Regions from separate parts of the Mus musculus genome. Here region 1 is linked to region 2. The links are chromatin contacts, called in public HiChIP or PLAC-seq maps. All regions are on one chromosome and are shown on one strand. The core of a region is the stretch at or near the end of the contact, and the rest is flanking DNA. Distances in the headings are between cores, read along the strand shown.

What was found. HiChIP or PLAC-seq counts read pairs in DNA pulled down with a chosen protein or histone mark.
Region 1: a contact with region 2 is called in an H3K4me3 HiChIP or PLAC-seq map of bone marrow-derived macrophages, with 2.1 times the contacts expected there. The contact joins the promoter of Rassf2 here to the enhancer-like site in region 2. A contact is called at or near these places in 12 of 39 promoter capture datasets (the 3T3-L1 cell line, the C10 cell line, the HPC-7 cell line and 7 more), 4 of 15 datasets of contacts at CTCF or cohesin (CD8 T cells, the NIH/3T3 cell line, large pre-B cells and 1 more), 23 of 484 Hi-C or Micro-C datasets (the AML12 cell line, B cells, the Ba/F3 cell line and 17 more), 18 of 115 datasets of contacts at active chromatin or transcription factors (the 230-238 cell line, CD8 T cells, the HPC-7 cell line and 11 more) and 4 of 9 other capture datasets (adipose tissue, liver, macrophages and 1 more).

What each region holds. Positions count from the first base shown.
Region 1 is chr2:132,025,411-132,032,151 of GRCm38.p6, forward strand. Rassf2 (Ras association (RalGDS/AF-6) domain family member 2) reads right to left here and starts at 4,578. Exons shown (of 11, transcript NM_175445.4): 1 at 4,341-4,578. Gm31179 (a long non-coding RNA gene) reads left to right here and starts at 5,041. Exons shown (of 3, transcript XR_374996.3): 1 at 5,041-5,641.
Region 2 is chr2:131,981,360-131,988,028 of GRCm38.p6, forward strand. No RefSeq gene overlaps it. Among named protein-coding and RNA genes, the nearest start is that of Prnd, 34 kb to the left of the region's middle. Within about 2 kb of position 1,377, at least 19 of the 459 cell types and tissues checked have an H3K27ac peak or open chromatin away from gene starts, as enhancers often do. A contact at or near this core is called in B cells and bone marrow-derived macrophages, where this site is marked.

The DNA of each region.
Region 1 (6,741 bases), core at 3,328-5,827, 47 kb after region 2:
TGTTCAAGATTTCAGTCTTGAGTAGACATTTAAATATTTCCTTAAAATTCCAATAGACCCTTCCTAAAGAAACCAAGGGCTAAAGATGAAACCACCAACCCCTTGCCTTTGAAATGGGGAAATAAGGCTCAGAAAGGTTTGGCATAAATGTCTCAATAACCACCCTAGAGCCCCAGGACTGTCTCAAATGGTGAGTCAACCAAGTCAGAGCCAAAATGTGGATGCCTAGTGCAGTCCTTATCCTCCTTTGCTGGGGCATAAAGTTGAAATCGAGATCACTGGGGTCATATCCCAGCTCAGCTGTGGCCAGAGGGTTCACACAACTGATGTCCTGCCAACTCAGTGTTCAGTGACACCATCTGATAGCTAGAAAAAAAAAAAAAAAAAACAGCAACAAGAGGAATATTTATACAACAGAAACAGGCGAACACCCCAAGCTAAGGCTTCCCCATTCCACCTTCTGAGAGCCAGCTGTCATGATGCACAGGGTATCACTGGTCACAACCTAGCTACACACTCCTGAGCTGCTGACCTCCATTTTCTCACCTAACAGTCTCTGTTTCCAAATCCAGTTCTCCATGTTCCACTATAATACACACTCTCAGATCTACCACACCCTTCCTCGCGTTAACCAAAGAACTAGAAAATGTCTTCCTGAACACAGAGACAAGGAGCCAAGTTCAAGTGGAAAGGGAATGGGGATGTAAAACAAGAAAACAGAGTGATGTCTCATCGATTAAGAGCACTGGCTGCTCTGGAGACCAGGTTTGGTTCCTACCACCTACACAAAGGTTCACAACCATCTGTAACTCCGGTTCCAGGGCATCCGATGGCCTTCTCTGAGCTCTGCAGGTACCAAGCACTCACAGGTTACACATACCATACATGTAGGCATTTACCTATCTTCAGACAATAAATCTTTAAAAGAGAGAGTCATTCCTGTGAGAAGTTGGGAAAACTGTCCCAAGAAGGAACTCTAGAGACAGCACAGAACATGTCCCAAAATAATCCCTTCGGAGTGAGGGAACTGGGGTGTATTTATATAACTTCCTTCTTCCATCACTAGCTGGTAGAAGCCTACAATACATAAGGAGGGCACTGACCACTCTACTACATGACCTATATCCCACAGGGAAAAAAGAAGACAGACTCCAAACCCATTATACCAATAGAAAGGAAGAGTTAACCAAACAAACACAACTGAGTGCCAACCATTGGTAAGACCACATCGTGATGGAATATGCCTACTTTGCCAATCACTTTGGGTTGACATAGCCAAAGAAAGCACAGGGGATCTTTCTGTCAGCTGTTAGAAAGAGTTGGGAATGAGGGGGCACTTGGAAATCATTAGAGTCAGCCAAATGCCGTTCACTCTCTAGTTTGGCCACAGTTGCCTTGAGCAGGAGTCTACAGGTGCCCCAAATTATTAGCCCAAACAACTGCATCAAGTTGTGCTTATAGACTTGGCGTCTTCATCCAGGGAGGATCAGCAGTGACCCACTCAATGGAATCTAAGCATGCCCACCTTTACTGTACCTACTGCTCTGTCTACTACCCCACAGCCATATCCTCTGTGGAAACGCAGAAGCAAACTGGCAGGCTTAAGTGGGGAACTTACCCCTCCTCAAGGACTTTAAAAAATTCTTCTAGGAGTTAGCGGGGCAGTGGTGGCACGTGCCTTTAATCCTAGCAGGCAAAGGCAGAAGTTCGAGGCTAACCTGACCTACAGAGTGAGTTCCAGGACAGCCAAGACTACACAGAGAAACCCTGTCTCAAAAGAAAAAAAAAATCCTTTAGGAATCAGAGAGGTGTTTATATGTGGCAATGCGTCACTGGGGTAAATAAATGGATCGCTCTGTGAGGGGTCAGGAATAGTGGAGAGCGATATGAAGGACTGTCGCCCTGGCATTATAAGCACAGCTAGGGCAGCTCTCAGCGTCTAAGACTTGAGATCAGAGACGGGACATGTTTTTATTCCAAGCACACAGACTTGAGCAGTTTTTCACTGGAGGAGAGGAAAGGAGGCTTGGGCAGGCCCTAAGGCTGTTCTTAGGGCTCCCCTCCCCCATTCCCACTCAGCCTTTCCTTGGGACTCTGGCAGCTACACTCCTCACTATCTGCCTCCATCTCCTCCCAAGCTGTGAAGACACTTCCTCTCTAAGAATCCCAAAGAGGACAATCAGCTCAGGCTCTCTTGTGATTGGACAGCGGGTCTCCTTTCTGGCAAGCCCCAGAGTCCAGCCCAAAAGAGAAGCAGAAGTGTCAAAAGTACAGCCCTGCCCATACCTCTAGCTGGGATCCTTAGCCATCCCTAAGAGGCGCGCACACAGGGCCAGACAAGAAGCCTTGCTGCGAGGTACCAGGAAAGAAGTCAAAGGGAAACCAGTCAGCCTCTGAGACCCTAACAAGCGGACCCTAACACCTGAGAGAGGAAGTAAACTGAAAACAAGGGATGGCACTTATTGCCCTCCCCCTAAAAGACCACAAAATAGAGAGAAAGCAGGCACCTCCAAAGACAAGACACAGTGAGCTGGAGAGAGGTATGCTGTGGAAGTCAGAGCCTGGAGACATTGCCCTCGAGGAAGGGGTGGGGGGCGGGATGGAAGGTTGCAGAAACCAAGGGTGCAAGAACAGAGCATGCGCTGACCAACATGGCCCTTCCCATGGATGCTGGTGTGGGGATCTTGGATACCCTGGTCTCCTTTTAGCTAGGTTTCTCAAGTCTACCCTCATCATTTGTGCACGAATCCCATGTTTTGTTGTGTTTCTGCAGTACTCTTCTGCTCTTCTATTTGTTAAAGAAAAAATGGGTGTGGCTTCCCATGATCTCCCACCCCCACCCCACCCCGCCCCAAATACTACCAGTCCACACCTCCAAGAGTGGAGTGTGCCAAGTGGCCAGGCAGACTATTTATTCATAGCCCCCTTTGGTACTAAGGCAAGAAACATGCTTCTTTGCAAACAAAGGTCATCTCTCACTCCGCCATCATTTGATGCTCCTCTCTACCTTCCTGAATCCCGCTGGACTGCAGCAGGTCCTAGGAATCAGGCTTTAGTCCGGAGGAGGAACAGCCCATAAGCAACAGCTCAAATGAGCATCGCTCAGGAAAATACCACAGTTAGTCCCCTAGGACAGAAAGGGAGAATGAGAACAAGGGGAGGAAGGGGGGCACTCTTCTCAAATCCAGTATAGCTTAGCCACAGAGGTTTCTTTAACCCCCAGACCACCTGTAGGAAAAGCTTCCACTTAATAAACGTGGATTGAAAGTATGGCAAATCAACCTCAGGTTCCTCATTTACGTGCTCTTCAAAGATATCCCCTGGCTGAATCTGCCGGCTATCTTTTGAGAACCGTGACCCTAATTTTTTTCTTCCCACTGTCCCAGGGCCATTTACCGCAGGGACAGAGCCGGCTCTGACAAATTGTCATTTGTCCACCGCTTCCTCTTACAGGAATCCTCCACTTGCTTACCGTAACCCCTGGCCTCTGCTCTCAGGAAGAATCGTTTCTAATGCCCTGGTTTTCCAGACTCTTGGGACTAAAGCGCGCGCAGCATTGAGAAGCCTCGTGCTGAGCTTGCCACTGAAGCACAGTGGCTATCTGTCCAGTGGCTGTTCCAAATCTGCCCCTGTCGGGACTCCACCATTCTGCTGCCTCCCAGGGCGCACTCGGAGATAAAGCTGGGTGCAGAGTAAGCGCTCTAATACACGAGTGGCCAGGCCGTCTTTTGAAAGCACCTGCCTAGCTCGGTCTCCAGCGACCTCAGGCACAAGCTCCGGAAGGGACAAGAAACCCGGGAGGGGGAAGTGCGCCGAGCACCGCGCGCTCTTAAACTCTGAAACCCAAAGGGAACTGGGTTCGCCGCGGGTTGGAGATGTGGTCCCCGCCCGGGGAGCCAGAGTGCGCACAACAGTCCGACCCTCCCCTAAGCTCTACAGGCCTGCACCTGCTATCTCGCTTCACCTCTCCAGGGAGTTCGGGGACACCCTGCTCTGGGGATGGGGGCAATTTCCTGCCACTGCACTTAGTGTCGACCTCAGAAAAGATCTTAAGGGGTCAGAGCCGCAGCATGAGCTCCAGGCCACAACTTTCTACCCGGGGAAAAGGAGTGGGCTGGGGCGCCCGCCTGCGCTGCTTCTGGGGCAGCCCGCATATCTAAGCCCACCTTGTGGCTTGGGTGGCAAAAGGGGACAGGGAAGAGTCAGGGACCGGACCAGGCTGGCCACGGGCCACTGAGGGAAAACTTTGAGCTGGGTAGAGGGAAAGAGGACCACCAGCACCTTGCGCCCGCATCCTGTGCCAGTACCCGGCTCTTCGAGCCCCGCGCCCTGTGTCTTGCCTGTCTCCCGGACCATCTGCATCCGCTCTCGCCGCAGGGGTTGGAAAGTGGGGGCGCCGCTGCGGGGGTGGGGGTGCTCCAGCGTGCTTGGCCAGTGATCCGCGGGACCCGCTCGCTTGGGCCGGCCTGGGCGGCGACAGTGCGGTTGAGGGCGGGCGCCCCGCCCACCTGGCCCCTCCGCCCCGCCTCCCCGAGCTCTGCCTTTATCTGCCGATCCTTGACCAACCCACCCGCCACCCTGCAGTTCTCTCCCCACCCCTCTTCTCTTGCCTTTCTTTCCCTTCTCCCCCTCCCTCCCCTCTAGGGGGCGGAGCTTCTCCCCTCCCTTCAAGACAGACAATGCTGTGGCTTCGCGTCGCCTCCTCCCTTCATCTCTACCCCCCCCCTCCCCGCGTACCCCCACCCCACCTCGCGCGGGCTGCCAGCGTTTCTTCTCAGCAGGCCAGAGTGCATGAGGAGGAGGAGGCGGAGAGCGTGGGTGGAGGGAATAAGGTGCTGCCTCTCACCCCATCGCGCCTGCCCTCTCCAAGCCACGCCGAGATTTAGCCCAAGCTCTTCAGTTCGCCTGGCTCTGTGACAGTCACTCCCAGGGAGCAGCCCGCCTAGAGAATGCAGATTTCCTAGCAGAGGATGTGCAGTTGGTGGAGTTGGGTGGTGGTTCTTTCTAACACCCGGGTTTGTTCCCAAAAGGGTTTGAGTTGCCAAAGGGCTAAGTGGGCCCCTTCGACTCGGCAGGCCGGCAGACGTGACGGCAATGTGAAGGAAGTCAAGTTTCTTTGTCCATTCCTCACCTCCTCCTCCTCTCCATCCTTAGACCTCCGAGGAACTCTAGTGTATAGGAGGGAGCACCCAGCTACGGATTCTATACCCTCTAACCATAATTCTTCGTTTACATATGCCCGACCTTGCAGTTGGTCCCCAAACCAAAGGGGAAGGGAATCTAACGGTTAAAGAAAGGGCAGCCAAGCCTCCAAAGTGCATCCCATCTGCCTGGAAGCCAGATATTCTCTTTTAAACTCATTGTTTGGATCTTGGAATGTGTCTCCCATAGAAACAATGTTATAAACGGCTATCCGTTCCCAGACCAGCCAGCCTCAAATGTGCGGAGGCCAAAGCGCAGCTGCGGGGTGGTGCTGGAAATGTCCCACAACACTGAACAAGAAGGCTACTGATCGGCTTTTTCTACTGTGAAAGGGGAGGGGGGTGTTAGGGAGATAAATGCATCTAGTTCTTTCCCCTTGAGCTATAAACACAAACCGGGTCCATTAATTTCTTTCACTGGAGCCATTACTGTGTTTCAGGTAAGCTGCTTTCCTTCGCAGCCTTTCTCAAGCTAGATTTGCAGGGTGAGCTGAGGAACTCTCCAGGAAACCTTCTCCAAGGGAATCTTTCTTCTCTTCTAACCTGGCCTTCCGTGACCTCAGAAACAGGACAAAGGGCAGCCATGACTCCTAACAGCAGGGCTCTGGTTTTGCTATTGAAGAAGTCTGTGAGATGCTGCTAGAATTCTTCAGTTCTAGCCCAGCCTCTCAGGAGAGCCGCTCCCTGGCTCCCCTGGCTCGCGTTGAGTCAAATGGTCATCTTATAACCAATCATCTGGCTTCCTGCCAATGAGGGTACACTCCTAATGCCCGAAATACTGGTCCTTGACCCTGTTAAATCCAAACCGGGCAAGGCCTGATGACGTGCACACATAATTGCTCAGGAGGCTGAGACAAGAAGAGTGTGAATTTGAGACTATTCCGTGCACATAGTGAGACCTTTAAAAAGCACCTCCGTGAATACAGTGAGTGGTAATCTGAGTCACTGGAAAACACCGTTCTAATGGTCTGTTTCCTCATATCGAGGCTGTGGGAGAGGAGAGTGGTCCTTCATCTTTTCAGAGAAGACAAAGATGATGCATCTGGGCTGGAGATGCTGTTTCTCAATAGGAAACACACATTGAATTTTCTTTTTTTCTTTTCTTTTCTTTTTTCTTTTCTTTTCTTTTTTTTTTTTTCTTTCGAATACTGTATAGTCCTAGCTGTCCTAGAACTCACTCTGTAGACCAGGCTGGCCTTGAACTCAGAAATCTGCCTGCCTCTGCCTCTCAAGTGCTGGAATCAAAGGTGTGTGCCACCACTGCCCAGGAGAAACACACTTTGAATTTTACCTTTCAACACTGCAGACTTCCACATGCAGACTGCACAGGAAGGTCTACTGTCTTACGAGAGCAGCGAAGGAGCTCCGTCTAAAAGAAACTGCCCAATAAAAAAATGATACCAAATACTGGGGCAGTAACTCAGAAGAAAAGGGTGGGGCCCTGGGTTCCTCACAAGAGCTATGTTATGCATTTAAATTTTCTAGTAGCCACGTTAATAGTAGTTGGAGAAAGCCAGGCATGATAGCACACACCTATAAT
Region 2 (6,669 bases), core at 127-2,626:
CCCAGCTCCTCTAAAGGAGAGTGTTTGGAGGCCAGGTCCACACAGGTAGGATAATATGAAACTGTCAGGATGAACCTAGATCCAACATCAGGGTCCTTTCAAGAGAATAGTCTGTGCTTCGGTGTCCCCGCATAGAAGGATACTGAATTTCTCAAAGCCAAAGAACAGTTAAGGGAGTTAGAGATTGACAAGACAGAGCCCACGTCCCCAACCATCTCCGAACCCAACATCCACACTGAAAGCATTCTTCATGGGTACCGGTGCTTACTCATAAATGAGCAGTATCATTAACTTGTGGGGTGTGTGTGTTTGCATGCGCATGTGCACGTATGTGAGTACTCAAGTGTGCAAGTCTGTGCATATGAAGGCCAGAGGACAACCCCACGTGTCTCTCCTTAAGCTTTCCTTGGAAGCCATCCACTGTTCTGTTTAAGACAGTGTCTGTCTCTCACTGGTCTGGACCTCACCAAGTAGGCTCAACTGGCTGGCCAATAAGTCACAGAGGTTCAATGCTCTCTGCCTGTCCAGCACAGGCAGAGATAGTGAGCTATCCCCTCAGCCTTCGGGGTTTTGCAATAATTCTTGAGTCTTTTCAGGGTTGTGAGGATTTTAGTCTAAAACCAATAATGAGAGCAGTAGTTGCTGCCAGTTGAGGAAAACAGCATGAAGAGTCTCTGCATAGCCCTCACGAGACAAGAATAAATGCTGCATACATTAGGTCAGTGAAGAAAGGGAGGTGGGCAGCATAGATCACAGCCTCACATTAAAGGAGTCAAGATTTGATTCTGAGAATCCAGACACAGGAAACACCAAAAGAGCTGAGAGACTTAGCACGCACGCCTTTAATCCCGTGCTCAGGCAGAGGCAGGTGGATCGCTGAGAGTACAAGATCACCTGGTCTGTATAGTGACTTCCAGACCATCCAAGGTGACCTTGTCTCAAATTTTTAAAAAAGAAACATGGAAGGAAAAGATGGCGGGAGAAGGAGGACAGAATGAACAAATGAACGAATGAACAAAAGAAGAAAGGGGAAATACCGAAGTGCAAAATGCACCAGAAATACGTCAAAAACTATGTCCAAACCCACTGAACTCAGGAAAGCATAGTTCAAGGTGGGAAGCTATCACATTTTCCCCCTTACTTATGCAAAATAGTATGGGACAAATAGACAAACCAAGTAAGGACATCAGGGTAAAAGACATGGTCTACCTAGGCTACAATCATGAGTATGAGAGCCTAGAATCCACGTCAATTTGGGCTACACAACGAAAAATCACACACATACACACACAAACACACACACACACGCACGCACAGGCACTTGTACAGGCTAACTTTGCCCATCACTGGTAGAGCTAGGAAGCAGATGTTATGCAGTCATCGTCACCACCAGAGGGCATCCTAACATCAACCAGGACAGGCAAGGGTCCATGTCTAGTCCCTCTCACAGAAAGATGCAGGGAGTTTTTATTTGTTTGTTTTTGTTTGTTTTCATAAGCTACCACCTAGCCAGGTTGAAGAGAGGCCAATCTTCCCTTAGTTCCAAATCCTTCCGGGATAGACAATGACCTTGAATCTCTCCTAGAGCTTCTGTCTCCTGTCCTGCCTCCACAGGTGCCCTCTGGAGATGAGTTATTTAGGACCTCCCCTAATGCATGCTGGGAGAACCTCAGCCCAAGGCTCTGCCTGAACAGAAGTTGATGTTGAAGTGTGCCCCAGAGACACATAAACTGACACTCATCCTTCATCCAGAACTCCAGACAGAACAAGAAAGATGTTTGGTCTTTCTACTGTATGCCATCTCCAGAGGGAAATGCTCCAAGATGTCACAATTCAGCATAATGATGTCACAATACAGTATTATCATGGAACACTGTTGCACTGTGATGTCACAATGACACACTGGTGCACTTTAATGTCAAAGGATAGCATGATAATAGCACAAAGGAGCAGTGTAACAACTCAATACCACATTATGATATCACAGTAGCACACTGTTATAGAACAATAAACGCTGTGATGTCACCATCCAGCAATGCTGTCAGGGTGGGATGTTGTGGTGGCAAAAACGCAGCAGTGTGATGGCACAGTTCATTATTGTGAATTCACATGGAGCATTGTGATGTCACAGTCTAGCCCTGTGATGTCACCATAGAGCACTGAGACACTGCACTAAAGTACCAGGATGGTACAGTGGAACTGAGCTGGGTGATACAGGTGTGATGGGGTGAAGATCATAAGAAAGAACTCTGGTAAATTCTTACCCAGAAGCCAAAGGAAGAGATCTGGCACTCCACCCCAGGGTAACATATAACTTGAATTCCATCCCACCAAGGGAAGCTCGTTTCTTATCCCACCGACCCTTGGATGAATTACCAGAGATATGTAGCCATACACTCATTCTATTGGGAAAACCTGTCATTCCTTCAGCACAGGCAAGAAAGGTGTCTTGAACAGAAGGAATACAGCCGTGAGCGAAACAGAGAGAGCTGTGTTTTCTGGAAGCTTCCACTATAGAGAAAGGAGCTGACAGTGAGCAAAATGCTAGAGCTGTGTGCATGGCTGAAGTGAACCAATGACAAAGTGCTAGAGCTGTGTGCATGGGTGAAGTGAACCAATGACAAAGTGCTAGAGCTGTGCACATGGCTGAAGTAAACCATTGAGAAAGATGGCCGAGAAAAGGTTGGGTTGGGACTGCAGTGTTGACTACATGGGGGTTTGTTCTGGTTGCCTGAGATAGTCTCACAATGAGTGTTGGGCTAGCCTCGAAACTCTATGTAACCTAGTCTCACTATCTCATACCTCACATCCCAAGTGCTAGGATTATAGGTACTTGCCACTATTGTGGCAAAGCCAGATATATAATGAGCAGAGTACCTGGGTTAAGATGTCAAGATAGCTGAGTCCTGGGCAGTGAGAATGAATTAGAATAAGTTGCCAATATCTGCTATCTTCTCCTGCAGTGGGGGTGTGGCTAGACAGAGGAGTAAGATCACAGGTATGCAAGATGGGTTGAGGATCTGGGTAGGGGCTAGAATGAGGGTCCTGAAGACCACCTAGGAGTTCTAAGTTCATTCTAAGTACAGCTGGAGGCCACTGGGGTTCAAGATGAAAGAAAGGTAGAAAGATTCCTTCTGTGATCAGTCTTGGGACTACGTTCAGGCAGGGATGAAAGAAAGGCAAGGAAGCAGCCACAAAGTAGTAGTCTGGTCTGACCAAGTAATACCTTAGCCACAGGTAGGAAACGTGACAGGGACCAGAGGGAAACCAGAAAAGTAAGGAAACACAAGGCTTACTGAAAGCACCCCAAGGTCTGGGATGCTCAGCAGGTAAACAGCAAGGTATGCTCCCAAAATGATTCCCTGAGGCACCCCTAAAAAGTGAGTCAGAAGAAAAGGGATAAGGTTGCAATCCATAGACAGAAGGACACGGCCAGGGCCTGTGCTCTGTGAATGTCCCCCTCCTAGGGCTCTAAGGAGGCCTAGCAAACCAGAGCCCAGACCCTGGGTTGGCCCTTACAGCACAAGGTGAAGGCAGCTTTTAGCAGCCACAGCCCATGCTGCAGACATAGTCCACTCTCACTGTGCTTAGAGGAAGGAAAGCTGCAGTGAGATAGGACCATCTTCATCAGGGGCATCCGGCTCGTGCTATCCTAATGCTATGTTATGTGTTGTACAAAGTTTATGGTTAATTCTAAGCTCACTAGGACTTAAGCCCTTGGGATCAGAGTCAAGACCTTAGGTATGCCTTGGGCATCTTTGTGACTCTTCTTCTGCCATTATAATTCTTTATGAGGGAGAGCTGTCATTAAGAAGGGCAATGTAGGTTAGGGCTCGCAGCAGGGTGTAAGTGGGCTGACAGAGTTTGGAGTTTAGTAATTAGCTCATGGTTAATTATGCTTTAAATTTGTTGGTAATGGGAGGAGTTGAGGTTGAATCAATCATATATTAAAAGTCATCATTATTAGGAAGTCAGGGCCTTCTGGTACAGGGGCAGTAGATCCCCAAGCAGAATTAAAGCCAAAGTATATAATCAGAGTTTTGCTTGAAGGGGCATGACTGTGTTAAACCACTAGTTAGTTGATTGGTTCCACTGCTCTGAGGCCTGTAATGAGACAGAACACCATAGCAGAAAGTGCACTGTGGAACAACTGCTCACCATGTGGTGGCCAGGGTCTCAACATCCCCTTCAAGCAGATATTGACCTGCCTGCTCCAGCCCTTCCCAATAGGGCCACAACCCTCTAGTGTGGGAGCCTTTGAAGTGTGTTTAAGAACCAAATCACAGACCAGGCAGTGGTGATCCGTATCTTTAATCCCAGCACCTGGTGGCAGAGGCCACCCTGGTCTACAGAGTGAGTTCTAGGACATCCAGGGATGCACAGAAAATCCCTGTCTGGAAAACAAAACACATGCCCCCCACACACATACACACACAAACAAAAACAAAACAAAAAAACCAAAGCAAGCAAACAAACAAACAAACAGAAACAATCAAACCATAACAGCTGAGCTCATTTAGAGTCTAGTTACATCAAAACTACATAAAGTCATTTGGGGTTTAGGGCAATTTTGAACAGTTAAAACAGTTCTGGTGTTTTAGTTGCTTAATATTAAGTGTGAGAATTTTAGGCTCTTTTAGGATCTGTGGCCTCTGGGGATCTTTTCAGCAGTTAGACTACAGTCATTCACATAACGCTGCAATTTATGGACAGGTGTAATATATGATCTGGTAGAGTCTACTAGGACCCTTAGGATTCAGGGCTGTTCCTGGTAGTTTAGGGTCATGTGGAATAAGTTTGAGCTGAAGGATCTGAAATTAGATTATTTGGAGATGACTTAAGGTTCCTTTTAAAAGTTTTTTTTAGATTTTCTTAAATGGGCATCTTGTATGAGTGTTTTGCCTGCATGCATGTTTGTGCACCATTAACATGCCTGTTACCTGTGGAGGTCAGCAGAGAGTATCAGATGGCCTAGGACATAGAAGATGGGTGTGAACCACTTTATGAAATCTGGGAAGCAAACCTGGCTCTTCTTCAAGAGTAAGTGTTCTTGACTGCTAAGCCATCTTTCCAGTATCATTGAAGGTCACTTTAGTGGGGACTACATTTACAATGCCAAAGTCTTTGTGCTTAAAATATGTTGCAGATGGCCCTGGGGAAATGTATTTGATGTTAATTCTGTTCTCCTATGAGGGGTTGTGAACAGAAATGAGTCAGCACTCCGGTGATTTCCTGTAAACCTGCTTCCCACCTAAATTTATAAATAAAGGCTAGAGCTGGTGATTGGGCGGAGAAAGAAGGGAAGGTGAAACTGAAGGTTTTGGGAGAGAGAGAGAGAGAGAGAGAGAGAGAGAGAGAGAGAGAGAGAGATGACTGGGGAGGAGGAAGAAGGAAAGTGGAGCAGAAGTACCTGGTCTGGAGAAACTGCAAGTTCTAAGGGGTCTCTTATATGGGGAAGATGGTAGTGTCATGGTAGATCTGACTAATCTGGGCTCACAGCATGTAATCATATTGAGTTGTATTTTCATTGCCTGGGCTGGTTTGGGTTGGAGATTTACTGCAACAAATATACATCTGGATATTCATTCATTCCTTATGCAAATATCACAGTTCCTATCCAAGGCCAGGTACTGCTCAAGGTATTTAGGACACCCTCATGAGTCTAGGTGTTTAGCAGAAAGTGCATTTTCTGTCATTCACAAAGATAGCTGGAACTGATGGCTGTGCTCAATCTAGAAACATCATGAGCAAGGGTTGAGCCCCATCAGAAAGGAGAGCTTGTGATGAGCTGGGAAAGATTGTCCCAGAAAGAAGGAGTGACAAGTTTGAATCCTGGAAGCAGGGGGTATTGGGAGTGTTTGAGGGACAGCAAGCCCAGAGAGATGACACCACAATGGCCGTCTACGAGGTGAGAAGGAACAGGGACATGAGAGGAGCTGGTGTTTAACAATTTAGATAGAATTGACTAGGAAACTTGGTTTCCTTCCTTCCTTCCTTCCTTCCTTCCTTCCTTCCTTCCTTCCTTCTTTCCTCTCTCTCTCTCTCTCTCTCTCTCTCTCTCTCTCTCTCTCTCTCTCTTACTTTCTTTTGAGACCATTTAGGATACTGAATGTCACTAGGTTCTTAATATTTAGAATTGGTTTGTTTAAGGTTTGGGTGCCACTAAGACTTTTTGGGATGTTTGGTGTCATTTAGAAGGTTGCTACAGCAGAGGATTCTGGAATTCATCTGAGATTATTTCGGGCTATCAGTGTTAAGGACTTAAGGTTTTAAATGTTTAAGTTTTACAGTTAGGAGCTCTCCAGGACCTATATTGTCTTTTTTTTTCTTTTGTTTTTGTTTTTGTTTTGTTTTTGTTTTTGTTTTGTTTTGTTTTGTTTTTTCGAGACAGAGTTTCTCTGTGTAGCTCTGGCTGTCCTCGAACTCACTCTGTAGACCAGGCTGGCCTCAAACTCAGAAATTCGCCTGCCTCTGCCTCCCAAGTGACTAGCTGGATTCTGTTCTGTTTTAGAGTATTGAGGTGCTGAACTCAGAGCCTCATGCAAGCACTCTACATTGAACTACATCTCTAACCCAAACTACTCATTAGAGAGATAGAGTCTTCTGTGTTGCCCAGGATAGCCTCAAAGTCATGGACTCAAGCAAACCTCCCACCTCAGCAGTAGTCAG